Regions from separate parts of the Zea mays genome. Here region 2 is linked to region 1. A link is a contact called in public Hi-C data. All regions are on one chromosome and are shown on one strand. The core of a region is the stretch at or near the end of the contact, and the rest is flanking DNA. Distances in the headings are between cores, read along the strand shown. Region 1 holds the start of LOC100285780 (growth regulator like protein). Region 2 holds the start of LOC103648466 (ethylene-responsive transcription factor ERF023).

Region 1 (7,144 bases), core at 4,087-6,586:
GCTTTCGGCGAATGAACTCGATGAAGAGAGGTCCATGGCGTATTAGTTCGTCGCCAGCTCTGAAAGCCATCAGTAGATCACTTGTGTATACATGAGTCATATGTAAACGAAAAAAAAATGGGTGAGCAACAGACAGTTGCTTCACAACAACCAATAAAGCAGAAATATTGCTTGATACTTTCCCTAGCTGATAAGGAAAAAGATGTACGGCCTGTTTGGTTCGTGGCTAACTACGTCACACTTTATCTAAGGTTAGTCGTTCAAATTGAAAAACTAACTTTAGACAGAAAAGTTAGGTAAAGTGTAGCAAGTTAGGCAGGGAACTAAACATGACCGTAATGTGACATGGCGACCGTTATTTTCGATCCAGCAAGAACGCACTGCAGTCATCTTCCAAAGGGCACCGAGTACAATAATCATAGAAGCTAGGGCAATCATTGTTATTGTACTTGTCCATTTGTGACGCGGCAGATAATTGTAATTGTTGGGGGCCTTTGTCTTCCAAAGTTCCTCAAAAATACGACTAACCATTTGTTATCAACATATTGCTAAGTATTACAGGAGCTTCGGAACCATAATAGCTTCGATGCGAAACGGTGGAAGGGTAACTAAGGTAGCTTCGTTATTACAACACGAGAAGATGATACAAGGAGAAGGTGTTATCTAAGACGCTGAGGGCAAAAGACAATGTTGTCTCTGTGATATTCGTAAACTTTGTATGTAATCTCTGAGAGCATAAATGTAATATCGTACGAAATTGTACGACTCTCTATAAATAGATGAACAGTGCCCTGCATAATCGCTATGTAATTTTCTCCCTCTACAATGCCTTCATTGTAATTCTTTCTGCAGAGCCAAAGGTACAATTGTAAAACTAATTTACAAAGGAGAACACATTATTGAGATATCTTAATTGAGTTATCATATTCAAGCTCTTTTATATTCTTTGTATGTTCATTTATTCATTTAACATCTAACCTTCTTGTCCAAAGAAGTTACCCTGAAGGAATAACTTCTTTATGACGAAGGTTTCATACCTTTTTAATAATATGTTGCCTTGTTTTTTATTGTGTGTAGTGATTGAAAACAAGTGACTAACAGTAACTGCCCTGAGCCCATGGGACTTTACCTAGACAGATGGTCAGGTCATAGAACCACACTCACACCGTATTTAAAAAACTCGGCCAAAGACCACCCTGCAATATTTATTTCATTAATAAAAGGTCATGACAACGGTTCCGACCGAGAAACCTCTAAACCCTATCCTCCCATCACTAATTCACTATCACTAACGAGCCGATTCAAGCTACTTGATCTACAAAGACCCACCTAAGCCCAATGATGGTGCATAGCCAAGACGTAGTCTGAAAGCGGATGAGGAACAGCGAGCGGACAACATGTTTAAAGAATTAATCATGTACGAACAATAATTTACAGGCATGACATCACCAGTTGGCAACTCTCCTTGACGTGGCATCTTACCGAGCCATGACATATATGCACTATGCATCCCTCCTTGCCTTGTTAATTCTACCGTGTTTCTTTCAACGTAAGCATATGTTTCCCTACTGTCAAAGTAAGTGCCCAACTAGCAGCATCCTCGCTGCATTTGCCCTGTCCGGTTGGTTTTCATGTTGTGGCCGATATGTTCCCAGGTTTTCTTGAGCAGATGCAAGATGATGGAAATTCATGGAAGTCATCCTGTTTTGGTCTGATATCGTCCGGCTCCCCCATAAGACCCCTCTGAACTCTCTGTACCTTCCGTGAAAAGGTATCCCAGCTCAATTGATTCCGTGTTTGAAATAGTACATTGAGTTTCTTTGCATTTGGGCGAATAGTTCTCTTGTGGCCCATGTATCGCCTACACATTTGATGGAGAGTGGATGAGCAAAACATAGCATATTAGAAAATAATAAGGGAGAATAGATAAACTGTTCGGAGCAACAAATTAACATAATAAATAGTAAAAACTAAACAAATTGACGGTGCCTATAAGGCCTCGTGTCCTTGCATGGCAATCCAATACATTCAACAGATGTATACTCTATCCGTCCCAAAACAAACCAACTTTCAGATTTGTCCTAAGTCAAAATGTTTTAAGTTTGATTAAATTTATAGAGAAAAAACACCAACATTTATAATATCAAATTAGTATCACTAGATAGGTATATTTTCATAGTGTACTTGTTTGCTGTCAACGATGTTGTTACTCTTTCCTATAAAATGTGTCAAACTTAAGATAATTTTACTCTGGGTCATTCTAGGGGAGTTGATTTATTTGGGATGGAGGGATTAGTTTAGAATACCCAAAGCATATGCAGAAAAAGAGGGGTACATACCTCCGTCCAGCTAAAACTTTGGCCATGTTCCCATTATTATTCGTAACAAAGACATCACTCTCATCACAAACAATGAAGTCAATTGCAGCCAGCCGTGAAGAAAAAGGAAGGAAGGGATTTAAATCATCCCCAGCAAGCTTCTCCTTAGTATAGAAATTTGGGAAGAGTCCCCTAAGAGGTTGGAGAGTACTATCTCCACCATATATTTCTCCAGAAGCAACATACAGAAGTGTATCGTTGCCAAAACCAAGAGCTCGGAGCATTAACCCGACTTCATGAGGAGTCAGTGGACATTTTCCTCTGCTGCGTTCATCTTCAGCACTCAACTCCTGTTATGGATCAATGTAAAATCAATACATTCACTCAAAACTTAAATCTGGTGAAACAATCTGCCGACCAATGATTGGAGCTTTGGCATCTATAATGATGAATGTGTGATCACAAAATTTGATGCATTTTTAGGACATATAAGAAAGACACAGGTCACATTCGATAACAAGCAAAAAGAAAAAAAATGGAAAAATTAATTATATGCTGATGGCAGATTAGTATTTGGAGAAACCATAGGGAAATCTCACCAAGTTTCAAGAGTCTTACAGGTAATGTATCCCATCGTTTCCTAATTTCACCCAATTCCTTTCTTTCTTTTTCACCGCCACCGTAGTAACAGCCAGAAAATGCAAGCATGTCAGGTTCAAACCTGATAAACAAACAACAGTTATGTTCATTTTTTTTTACTTTCATGGTCAATCATAACTTCAATTATCAAAAGGCAGCATTGAATTATCATAAACAACCAGAGTTTACCTCAAATGAATGGCGACATATCGTGTGTTCATTAGTCTCAGCTTTTGAACAAGTTTCTGACCCATGGCGTGTATAGAACTCGTAAATTTTAAAGCATGAAAATTTACTCGGCAACGTAACTTTTGCAAATCTTCATCAAGATCGCTAGTGAGCCTATAATCAAACTTTGTTAATTGCAAAGCCTGCAAAGATTAAGACTGTTCAGTCAATAGGGAAGTATGTCTACTTTGCATTTGTCTACAGTCACTTGACACCTGATATATTTATTTATGATTAATACACATAGCAAATACCTTCCAAAGGAAATTATAACATATGCTCATGTTTTGAACACAAAGGGCCATAACTAAACCATGCAAAAGGCCAAAGGGCCTCTAGCCTGAGTTGGTTAGGTGGTCTGAGTAGCACTCCTCACGTCCTGAGTTCGACTCTCCGTGAGAGCGAATTTTAGGCTAGAGGTAAAAAAATCCCCTTGTATATCCCACATCAAAGCACAGGTCTAAGACCCGGTTCCCGGTCGCGGTCGTTCTTACATGGCCTACGGTGCCATTGTGCATGGGTGAGACAAGGGTTCGGGATTTTCTCAATCTGCGTGAGATCTTTTTCTTAATATAATGTCCGAGGTTGTATTACCCCGCAGGTCGAGTTTTTTGAACCATGCAAAAGATAAACTATTATCTACTGCTCATCTTAACACCCAGCCAGCCAAAATATTGTAATCAAACAATATGCAAGATAAGTTCCAGGCCATTACACAGGTTTTGCAGGTTACTTACTCGCCTTCGCATGAGTATTGGCAGAACTTCATCAATATAAAACTCAGGCACCGATTTCCTAGGTGCGCGCATAGTCCATGGTAGTTTATCCATTGACAACATTACTTCATAAGGGATCCTTTTGACAATAGTTACATCCTTCGATAGGTGGGAAATGAACCACTCCACGTCAAAAATGTCAGAGAAGTCACTGCATACGAAATTTGAAGTCAAGCCATTTTGGAACAGTAACATTCAGCAAACGTCCTGTAATTTCTAGAATTCTAGTTCTCAATTCACCTGTCGTCTTTCCAGAACGAGTGGTGGTCTAACTCAGGTACAACAAGTGTGGCATTCAAAATCCAGGCAACTACAACAGCATCTGTTATCTGCAAGCTGAACATCATAAAGGTAACACAAGGGATGATAAAAACAAATCAACCAGACATTGGAAGGCAATCATACCCCTATGCGCTGCTGATTCAGGCCCCCACTAGTAGCAATCAACAAGTAACCAGTGGAACTGTTCTCTGGCACAGCAGCTGAAAGATGAACATGGAAAACCAGATGGTCATTTTTTCGCCAAAGTTTTAGTTCAAGAGAAGAAGTGACTAACTATACAAACTAACATCTGAAACCCGTGCTTCTCTCGCTGCATCCGTAGTACATGCTGGAATACTTGGATTCCCAAATATCGATAGGTTCGTAGTTTCTATGCTGCACATTTTCAAGATTGTAAATGGCCAGTCGGTAATTATCAACCAAGACGAGATAATATTCAGATTCGAAGTCTCAAAAACAGTATAGAGAACATTTAAGGCATAACAAAAATACAATTTAAACGACGTTCCTAGTGAAACTTGGCAATGCCAGAAAATACTAAACCCTTGCACTCAATTCCTCAAATTGTTCCTCAAGCGGCTCAAAAAGAACTTTCTTCTTTCACTTCTATCAGGCTATAACACGGAAGAGACCACGCAACGACAAAATTTGTGGAATTAGACAGTACAGCAGTCAAGTCTGCAACAAATTACCTGTTTAGGTCGCCATCGACTGCGGATCCGCGCCCAGTCAGCGTCGGTGACCACGTGTCCCGTAAAGAGGGACACAAACCCTAGAACGAACAGCGCGGTTCCCAGGAACACCGGAGAAGGCGACGCCTTCCTCGCTGCCCTCGGCGAGGAGGCGGCAGCGCCGCCGCCACCGGAATGATACGATTTGGCTACCGCGTCAGGCTTCCTTCCCATGACGCGGCTCGAAAGCTTAGAGCATAAAATCTCGGGATACAACGTCAACGCTCCCTTTAGGGTCGCCGGCGCCGGCGCCGGCGTGCTAACCAATAGCCACAGGCTAGATCGTGGAGGAGCAGACGTCCATGGCGACGGGAGGAGGAGGAAGGTGTGTCCGCGGCTCCGCGTGGGAACGGGACCGGGGTCTGGAGAGTGGAGCGTGACGAACCGTACGTAGGTGGGCTGAGTTTCATTAATGGGCCGTAGTTAGTTAGTCCACATCTCTCTTGACCCGTCGTGGTTCTTTTTACATGGGTCTCCTCGTTCGATACCTGAATGCAGCCCATACTGACACCTAGCCTAACGGGCCATATATCGTGAGAGATTGGCATCAGCTTGCACCCAGCGCGGTATACTCGATCGGGTTGGTCTGCTTAGGCTGGCTGAGGCTATAGATGTCCAAACGGTGCGGGCTGCCCATTTGGCCCGCAGCCCGGCACGGTTTTGGCCCGGCCCACGCACGGCACGGCCCGATTCCAATCGTGCCCGGGCCGGCCCGGCCCGATCCGCGTGCCGGGTTTGGGCGGCATAAGCGGCCCACGTGCTTCGGCCCGGCCCGGCACGGAAAGTAGGTCGGCCCGTTAACGGCCCGCGCCCCATCTCAGAAAAATGGAAAACCTAACCCGCGTCCGTATCCCCCCTCCCACTCGCGGACTCGCCCAGGTCGCCGCCCCGTCTCCTGACTCCCGAGTCTCACTCCCCCCGGTTGTGCTTGGCGATTTTCGTGCTCCCGGCGGCTGCCCGTGCCTCGCCGTCGCCCTGCTGCCTCCTCCGGTCCTCCCACCGTCGACGGCCGACGGCGCGCCACCTCTGACGTCTCTGGTGCTCCCTGACTCCCTCTCCTCCCTCCCTACGTCTCCCTGTTCCTAACCCTAACCCTAATCCCATTCGGATCTGGTGATTGGTGATACCCTAACCCCCAATCCCATTCGGATCTGGTGATTGGTGATCCTCGTTCATCGTTGGTGCTCCTCGCTGGTCGGCTGGTGCTCCTCGCCTCATCGGATCGAGTTGTAGCTTCACGCCTTCACAGCTGGACGACTGGTGCTCCGTGCTCCTCGTTGGTGCGTGATTCCCTTCCTGGCTTACTGATTCTTCTCTGTCTCCGGTCCGCCGGTCCGGTGGTCCGCTGCTCTGCGCCTTGTGCTGTAGTGCCCCTGTATGGTCACTGGCTCACTCAGTCACTCCTCGCTGCCTCACTGGTGCTGTAGTGCCCCTGCTGGCTGCTTGGACATCTTTAATTTTGTTCTGTTTTCATTTTCCTCCCATTCTCGTCCTCCTTCTATTCTAATCTAACCTGTCCGGTTGCCCGACTTTCTCTGGTGCTCGGCTGGTCCTTGCTTGCTGTTGCTGGTCGATCTGCGCCTCTGCTCGGCTGCTCCTCGGACCTTGGCTCCGTTCCGTCGTCTCTGGTGCTCCAGCTTCGAAAGGTATGTTTAATTTTAGCATTTAATTCTTGTAATCATGTGGATAGTTGCTTTGAACCTTGTCACTGGCTCACTCCTCAGTCAGTCAGTCCTCACTGCCTCCATTTTTTTGCTTTGAACCTTGTAGCCGTTGAGGTAGCCGGAGCCGACTGTACGTTGTAGCTCATGGACCTTGACGCAATAGCGGCTGCAGAGGAGGAGGAGCGCATGCTCGAGGACTTTAATGAGGCTGAGGATGCTAGGTTCTTCATTGGTTTCGGTGAGAATGAAACCCATGGAGATCCTATTCATATCGATACTGTCGCTGGCTCTGCAGTAGGGACTGGCACAGGCTCCACAAGCCTGCCAGAGTTAGTCCCTGATCCTGATGCTGGTGGAAGCAACTCGCACTCAAAGAAAAGGTCCAAGTGCTGGAATGACTTTGATGAATTGACTAAGATTGTGGATGGCAAAAAAGTCAGGTATGCTGCTCGTTGCAAGCACTGTAAGCAAACTCTTAGTGCTCGTTCTACTTCTGGTACTGGTCA
Region 2 (7,446 bases), core at 618-3,117, 180 kb after region 1:
CGGCAAAATTTCCTCTTTGCCGAGTGTCAGAGGAGGCACTCGGCAAAGGATCCGTCACCGTCACTTGGCGCCGTGACAGTGACTTTTTTTTGCCGAGTGTCAACGACACTCGGCAAATTCTTTGCCGAGTGCCCGACAAAAAGTACTCAGCAAAGAGATCGCTGCCGATGTACAGTTCGCCGAGCGTTCTTTGCCGAGTGTTACACTCGGCAAAGCCTTTACCGAGTGTAAAATAGCCTTTGTCGTGTGTCTGAGACACGGCAAAGTAGCTAATTCCGGTAGTTTCTCTGCCCCTGCGTACATTTGGACCGTCCGGCCCTAGACCGTGTACCGTCCGTGCGCTGCAGAGAGCACCACCGTCGGTACCCTCGTTAATGACTGGCGCCTAAATCGACGCCAACAAAATCCAATTTTTATAGTAAGCTAAACATGTAGCACATAAGATGTTTTAAGTCCGGTCGATATCATTTAAAGATCAGATAATTGATAGCTTTACAAAAGGTCTATGAACACAGTTGCAGAAATTTTCATCTTAATCTTAACTTGGTTAATTTGTGATTGAAGGAGACTGCTAGAAAGAAACTCTTCTATAGATAGAATTTGCTGCATATACAGTAATCCAATCGGGCTCTTCAGTTTATAATTTATATAGGTGCAAAGCTCACTATAAACTCGGTAAGACCATCGTAACCGACGTAAACTCGGTACGAAGGAAAAAAACCGAGAAGTACGAATTCAGTGTAAGTACAAATGATTTTTGCAAAAATAGTTAGCTCGCATCACAGCGACGACAAGGTTAGCTAGTACTCCCCGGTCAGTAATGTGTTGACCAAGAGAAACAAAGAATCTCGTGGACGATATGGACGAAGTTGGCTAGTCCTGGATGGTCAATGTTCCCAAAGCAGCAAGGGCTCCTCGAAGCAGAGGTCATCGGCGATGTCGTCCCACGGCGAGCCACAGTAAGCCGGCAGCGGCAGCGGCGACAACATGTAGCCGAAGTCCAGAAGGCCGTCTGGCACGTCCAAGAACGTATAGCCCAGTCCAACTCCAATGTCGGCACAGGCCAGCTGAAGCTGAGCCTGCTGGTTCCCGCTCTCGCATTCCGGCATTGCCTGCTGAGGCGGCAGGTCCTCCTCCGTCTCGGTGTCGGCATCGTCGTCGAGGCCGTGGCCGTGGCCGCAGGACGGGGCGACGACGGGTGACGGAGCCGGCACAGTGGCCGCGGCGAGCGCGGCGGCGGCCTGCACGTCCTTGGGAGCCGCGGACGCGGCGCGGGGCAGGTCGTGCGCCAGGTCGGGGAAGTTGAGGTGCGCGGCGCGGCCCTTGATGGCGACGGCGGCGGCGTCGTGCGCCCGCGCGGCCATCTCCGGGTTGTCGAACGTGCCGAGCCAGATGCGCGACTTCTTGCGCGGCTCCCGGATCTCGGACACCCACTTGCCCCAGGCCCGCATGCGCACGCCGCGGTACGTCGGGTGCTTCAGGTCCCTGCGCGGCCGCTTATTCGTGCCCTTGCCGCCGGAGTCGTCGCTGGAGGTCGGCGACGACGAGCCGTTGAGGGAGCCGCTGGTGGCGTTGCTGCTGCTGCTGTAGGTGCAGGTGCAGGTGCAGCCGTCGGACACCTGAGGCGACACCTGCTCGTGCTCCATCGACGGCGACGACGACGCGTGACGTGACGAGTGTGACGATGGCGATCGGGTGAACCTTTAATAGCTGTTCGCTGCTTGCTGATGATCACGTCCAAGTAGTGTCTCTCTCTGGCTTCTGCAACTTAGAACCCCAAACCGTGAGTTGTCTGCACTTGGTGACTGCGATATGTGAGGTACTACCATTCGCATGCCATATATATATGGATCAGCGACAGGCTACACTCGGACGCGTCGTCTCTGAAAGTCAATGTGGAAACCGGAATTGGAGTGTCATATCTCTTTTGGTTCTTCAGAGAAATGTGAATGGCATTGAAAAAAAAAACAAATAAAAGCGCAGGGGAGAGCAAGCAAACCCGCCCGGCCAAGAGGTTGTTGTTGTACTACGCCTACGCGCTTCTCTGACGGTCAGTGGTCAGTCTGAAGTGCTGACCCCACATTTGATCCCGGTTGTTTATTGGTCTCAGGCAGCAGCATGCCCCCACTCAGCGCACAGCACGCGTTCGTGCAAAATGTGAGAGTATGTGGGAGTGCGTTGCTTCCACTGGATTGGTCGATTGGATGATTAAAGTAAGCTGCAAATGGCATCGTATCCCCCAGGCAAGGAAAGGCAGCCTCCGTACCAGTGCGAGGGCCGTGCGCCGAGTATTAAACTGCACCAAATCCCTCGTTTCAGTTCAGAGATCCATGCAGCATTAGCTTGTGTTACAATAAACATACACAGTATATTAGTTTCATTATACAATGGCAACGAGGGAAATGCCAGCCGTGTCAACGAGCAGCGTTTGTTGGGAAAAGCAGGATGGAAGGAAATAAGTGCAAAGCAAAATAAAAAGCAGTCTCCTTTGCTGAAACCTGAAATGATAAACTACTGCATCTACGCGTCTGTGTGTGTGTTTGTGTATCAGGGGACGATCCATGCAGCGAAATAATCAATATAAACACTGCCAGATTCCGGGGAGAGGGCATTTAAAAAATACGCGCCGGGGAGGAACTCGTGACACCAATTGAGAGACAGAACGATGCTTCCTCAGATCACACTCCAGCGCCTTTTTGAGCTTTTCTTTAATTCGCGACCGATCGGACACGACAGAAACTCGTCTGAGAGAGAGAGAGAGAAAAAAAAGCTGGAGAGTGGAGCAATCATCTCGGCCTTTCGGCTCTCTGCAGCCTGCAGCTTTTCGCTTGGTCCGATGATTGTTTAGTGAGAGACTGCAACTGTGACACTGACAAATACAGGCCCTACACATATAAAGCTCGTGCCATATTTCTCGTGAGCGCGTGATTTAATTAGCGATAACTTGTCATTCAGGCTACAAAAAAGGGGGAAAATTATTGATAGCCAAAGGGAAATAATAGCCAAAGACAGTCGGAGTGTCTGAATTCCATGAACCTTTCTTGCGCCAAGAACGTACTACTCCATGAACTTTTCCCCCGAGAAAACGGTGTGACGCAAAGAAGAACAAGTCCTGACGTCACTAGCGAGGCCAGGACACGTACTGTAGATTTGTAGTACTCCTCCTATATAGCGGCCAGTGCCATTACCATTAGATTAGATACACGTTCAAAGCAGCTCCTGGATCCGAACCAATCATCACAGGGATAGACGTAGCTCGCAGTAATTTAACACGTCAATTCCGCCTGGTCAAAAGCACATGCTATATAGTATCAACCAAAATCTTAGCACGAAAGCCAAGGCGATCGTTAGAATTGTTAACTACGGGTGTGTGCAGCGCGAGAGCGACTGTATAAAGCGAGAAAGACGGTCTAGAAAAAGCACGTTCAGCTGCGCCTATCCTGTGGACGGCAATTAAAGAGCGACCGAGAACAGAGATTAAGACGGCCGGCGCGGGCCTTGCTTCGGTTCTAACTTGACCTTCCTCTGCATTCTGCCCTGCCATGCATCATGTAGCTAGTCTCACTTTATTCATCAAGCACACAGATGAAAATGATACGATTACGACAATTAATTTATGACGTGGACCAGCTAGTCATGCGAAACCGCTTGGTCCTCCGTGCATCTGAGTGGCTGTGGCGATGGAGTGAGAGACAAACCGGGGACGTGACAGAAGCCAAGAGCCAGAAGGACGAACGAGAAACGCCATTGAAATGACTCGATCGCGCGCGAGCGCCAGTTGAAGGGACTCCGACGCGTGCTCAACGGCGGCCAATGGACGACAGCGGTTAGTACGTCAACTAACCCCAACGTATTATTAGCTACGTAAAGAGTGGTTAATACTAACCCATCCGCATATAACTTCCATACGAGTGGTCATTTTCTTACACCAACCGGAGAACGGATAGCCTCTCAAAAATAATTGGTGGCGCCCCACATGTATCTAAACTATATTACATTACATTCAATATATAGGTGCATGGCTCATATTAAATTAAATTTAGCTATATATATTGTTTGTCTAAACAGTCGTTTAGTCTGTTTAAGCACCATGCATATAATCTTAATACTACATAGTGCTATATATATTGTTTGTCTAAACGGTCGTTTAGTCCGTTTAGCCCGTTTAATTAATCCTGTAACCTGATTAATGGTTCTAGCCTAAATAATGGTTAAACTGTAGGTGTGTGTGGCTGTTTATAGTTTAGCGTTTAGGAAAAAAACATTGGTTATACATTAAATGTGTCCAGCTCTTGTCGTGGTCATTGGGGCGAGGCTCCTTAATGGTTGTCCAGATGTTCCAGAGGCTCCAATGGTTTTTTTGGCACGCCATCCCTGAACGAAATACTCGTGACTCGTACCGACTGTAATCCACTACTTTGAACAACACAAGATATTGGCTCATGTAAATGAAGACACTAGTTTCTTGAGGTTGGGTCTCTCTGCTAGACATAATTCACTATCTAGCTTTATTAAATTTAATATAATTTTAGTTATAGTGTTTACATATATCATTATAAATTTGCTAGATTATTTTTTTTTAAAAAAATAAACATGAAAATGGCTAAACAAATGGGCGAGCGAAAATATACATGGGTAACACCGTGAGTTGAGGGACGGATGCGTACGTGATTATTGTCACATGGCGCGCGCGTTGGAGAGCAGTACTACGTACATCTGTATATTGTACAGTTACTTTGACGAATTTTTGGGCCCTTTGATCCTAATAGAAAAGGACTGTTGACCAATTATAGATGGTGGGCTCCGTCATCGCTCTTCGAATCGGGGCTTTCCCTTGGTTTTGCAGTTTGCTTTCGCGCTGCGAATCTGGCGCGAATGAAACCGGCTGTGTGCTTTCAACCTTCAATATAAGAGGCAAAAGCAGCAGTTGATTGATTGGGTCGATACTCGTTGCTGTCCTGACGGCAACGGCGACGGTAGGGAAATCTTCAGAGCAAGAGTGGCTTGTTCTCGTCTTCATTCATTGGATTCAGTCTGTATTAGCTGCCAATTCCACGACAGCTGTGAGTACTCTCGCTCGCTGCCGCATGTGCAAAATCCATGCTTTAAGCTGTGCCACCCTGCAGCGTCCATCCATGGATTCCTTTGGTGCTTGTTTACTGAATCTCTTGTCGCGCGCCCGTTGTACTACCCTGCAAATCTCAACGAGCGCGTCAGACCCCGCGGCCCGCCTGATGAAAGGGGAAGCACGGCGGACGCGTGGGGAGAATCGAGGACCAAACTAATCAGGACGCAACTTGCTCTGATCGACCCGAGGATCACACCAGCATGCACGCTGATGCTGTCGATCGCTAGCTAAGCGCCCGATTATTAGCTTTAGATGCATCGCCGTCCGGTCCGGTCCGGTCCCGGGCTGTCCAAATCCAAACCCACCCCGCGCTGGTCCGCCGGCCGGCGAGCGGCGATCCCCCACCCGAAACCGAAATCTCCCCTCGCCAATGCAGTTTCAGGCTTTCAACTAGCGCGCAAGGAACGCGACCACTGTACCACCCACCTACCGTGTGCCTATGGGGTAAGCGAGCGCCCGCCCGCCGGTCGACCTGGCCGGACGGCGACAAGGCGAGCCAGCCGGCCCGTCCTATTAATGTAATGTAATGTAACCGCGTCGTTAGACGGCGCCGGAGCGCGCGCCGCGCCACGCAGCACAGCCCAGGCGCAGCAGTGTGGGCGTGTCCGTCTCTCCTCTCCTGGCTGTGACAGATTGATGGGCATGCGGCGCGTGCTCGCCTGGCCATGTGTCCGGGCATGTGACGGGGGTCTCCGCCGGTCCCGGCGCGCTCGCCTACGTACGTGTCAAGGCGCGACGGCGGGGTCCCATGCCAAAACCTCGCCGTGCGCGTGGAGGTGGAGCGCTGCGGAATATACCCAAGCCACAAGCCAGCCAACTGGGCCGGTAACTGGCGTGCTGATGGCTCTGCACCTAACCTAATGGCGATTGGCCCGCCGCTCCCTGTTCAGAGCGAGCAGCAGTTGGCGCGCGGAAGGGGACAAGCGAATATCGCGCGCGCTGCGCATGGAACTTTCCGTGCGGCTTCGGTCGCCAGTCGCCCCTGCGTCGGATCGCCTTCATTCTCCATTCACGGCCGGTCCAGCAGCTGTACTGTACTAACCTCGGAGTCGGAGGCACAACGTGGAATCTGTACCGAACCATGCGCCTACATTACAACCCAACGTACTACTACCAGGCAGCTGTAGTAACCTGCGAGAGCAAAGTGTGTGTGCGTCTAGTTGGGAATTGGCGCGATGAGTTAAAAAAATCCCTTCGACCTTTTGTTTTTGCTTTGTTTTTGCCGTAATAACGACGGGGGAGCGGCAGCAAACCGGAGCGTTGCGAACTGGAGCTGTCCAGTGAGAATCTGCCCAACGTTAACACGGACTCGCCGCTGCTGCTGCTTTCACCGTCCCGGTCCCGGTCCATAAAACGACCTCCGAACCGACGGCAGATCACCACTTATATAAGTAACAGCCCACCCGGACTACCATATTTCCAGCTCTCTCTCTCTCTACCTCTCTTTTCAAAGATCGACAATATTATTATCATCATTGTTGATGCGAAATGCAACCATCTACTAGAAAATAATTGCGATTTGCAGACTGCTATCAGTCGACGTCTCTACTCCTCACAAACTCGTACAGAAAAAAAAAAACTCACGGGGGACGACGGGGCAGCTGCTCCATGCCCAAATCAAGCACAGACAGGCAATACTCGTACTGCTAATTCAAGAACAGTAAACATACTATAGTATGTGTCTGGTGGGTTTTTTTTTTCCACTCTTTTTCTTGGAGAAGACCCATGTACTTCACCACTCGGTAGTAGAAACGCAAGGCGATCGAGTAACTAACTACTCGGCCCACAAGAGCGGCTCGTGCATCCCGACGACGTCGCAGCCGTCGTACTCCTCGGCGGCCATTATTGCCGCCGCGGGCCACACCGGCGGCCACCACAGCCCGTCCCTCAGGTCGAGGAGGAGGTCCGGCAGGTCGAACAGCGCGTTCTCCTGGCCCTGCCCACCGTCGCCGCCGCTGTGCACCGTCGTCGTCGTCGCCGCCTCGAGGCAGCAGGCAGCGTCGTCCGGTGACGCGGCGGCCGCTTCGGGGGACGGCGACGGCGACGGCGACGGCGGCGCGTCGCACTGCACGTCCGCGGCCGCGGCCGCCTGGGCCGCCGCGGCCTGGACGTCCGCAGGGGAGGTGGACGCCGGCCGCGGCAGCTCGTGCGCGCGCTCCGGGAAGTTGAGGTGCGCGGCGCGGCCCTTGATGGCCAGCGCCGCCACGTCGTGCGCGCGCGCCGCCATCTCGGCCGTGGGGAAGGTGCCCAGCCAGATGCGCGACTTCTTGCGGGGCTCCCGGATCTCCGACACCCACTTGCCCCAGCTCCGCCGCCGC

The links. A called contact is a pair of places that touch in the nucleus more often than the background predicts.
Region 2: a Hi-C map of tassel shows a contact between it and region 1, with 2.6 times the contacts expected there. The contact joins the promoter of LOC103648466 here to the promoter of LOC100285780 in region 1. A contact is called at or near these places in 3 of 25 Hi-C or Micro-C datasets (ear and tassel).

The regions. Positions count from the first base shown.
Region 1 is chr2:21,351,228-21,358,371 of Zm-B73-REFERENCE-NAM-5.0, forward strand. It overlaps LOC100285780 (growth regulator like protein), which reads right to left and starts at 5,337. Exons shown (of 9, transcript NR_182227.1): 1 at 4,936-5,337; 2 at 4,531-4,618; 3 at 4,367-4,443; 4 at 4,202-4,297; 5 at 3,923-4,112; 6 at 3,147-3,328; 7 at 2,937-3,039; 8 at 2,340-2,668; 9 at 1,175-1,861. It overlaps LOC103648465 (malate dehydrogenase, cytoplasmic), which reads left to right. Exons shown (of 6, transcript XM_020548193.1): 6 at 1-175. The coding sequence ends at 95.
Region 2 is chr2:21,533,587-21,541,032 of Zm-B73-REFERENCE-NAM-5.0, forward strand. It overlaps LOC103648466 (ethylene-responsive transcription factor ERF023), which reads right to left and starts at 1,868. Exons shown (of 1, transcript XM_020549270.2): 1 at 616-1,868. The coding sequence starts at 1,646. The coding sequence ends at 888. It also overlaps the pseudogene LOC100281323.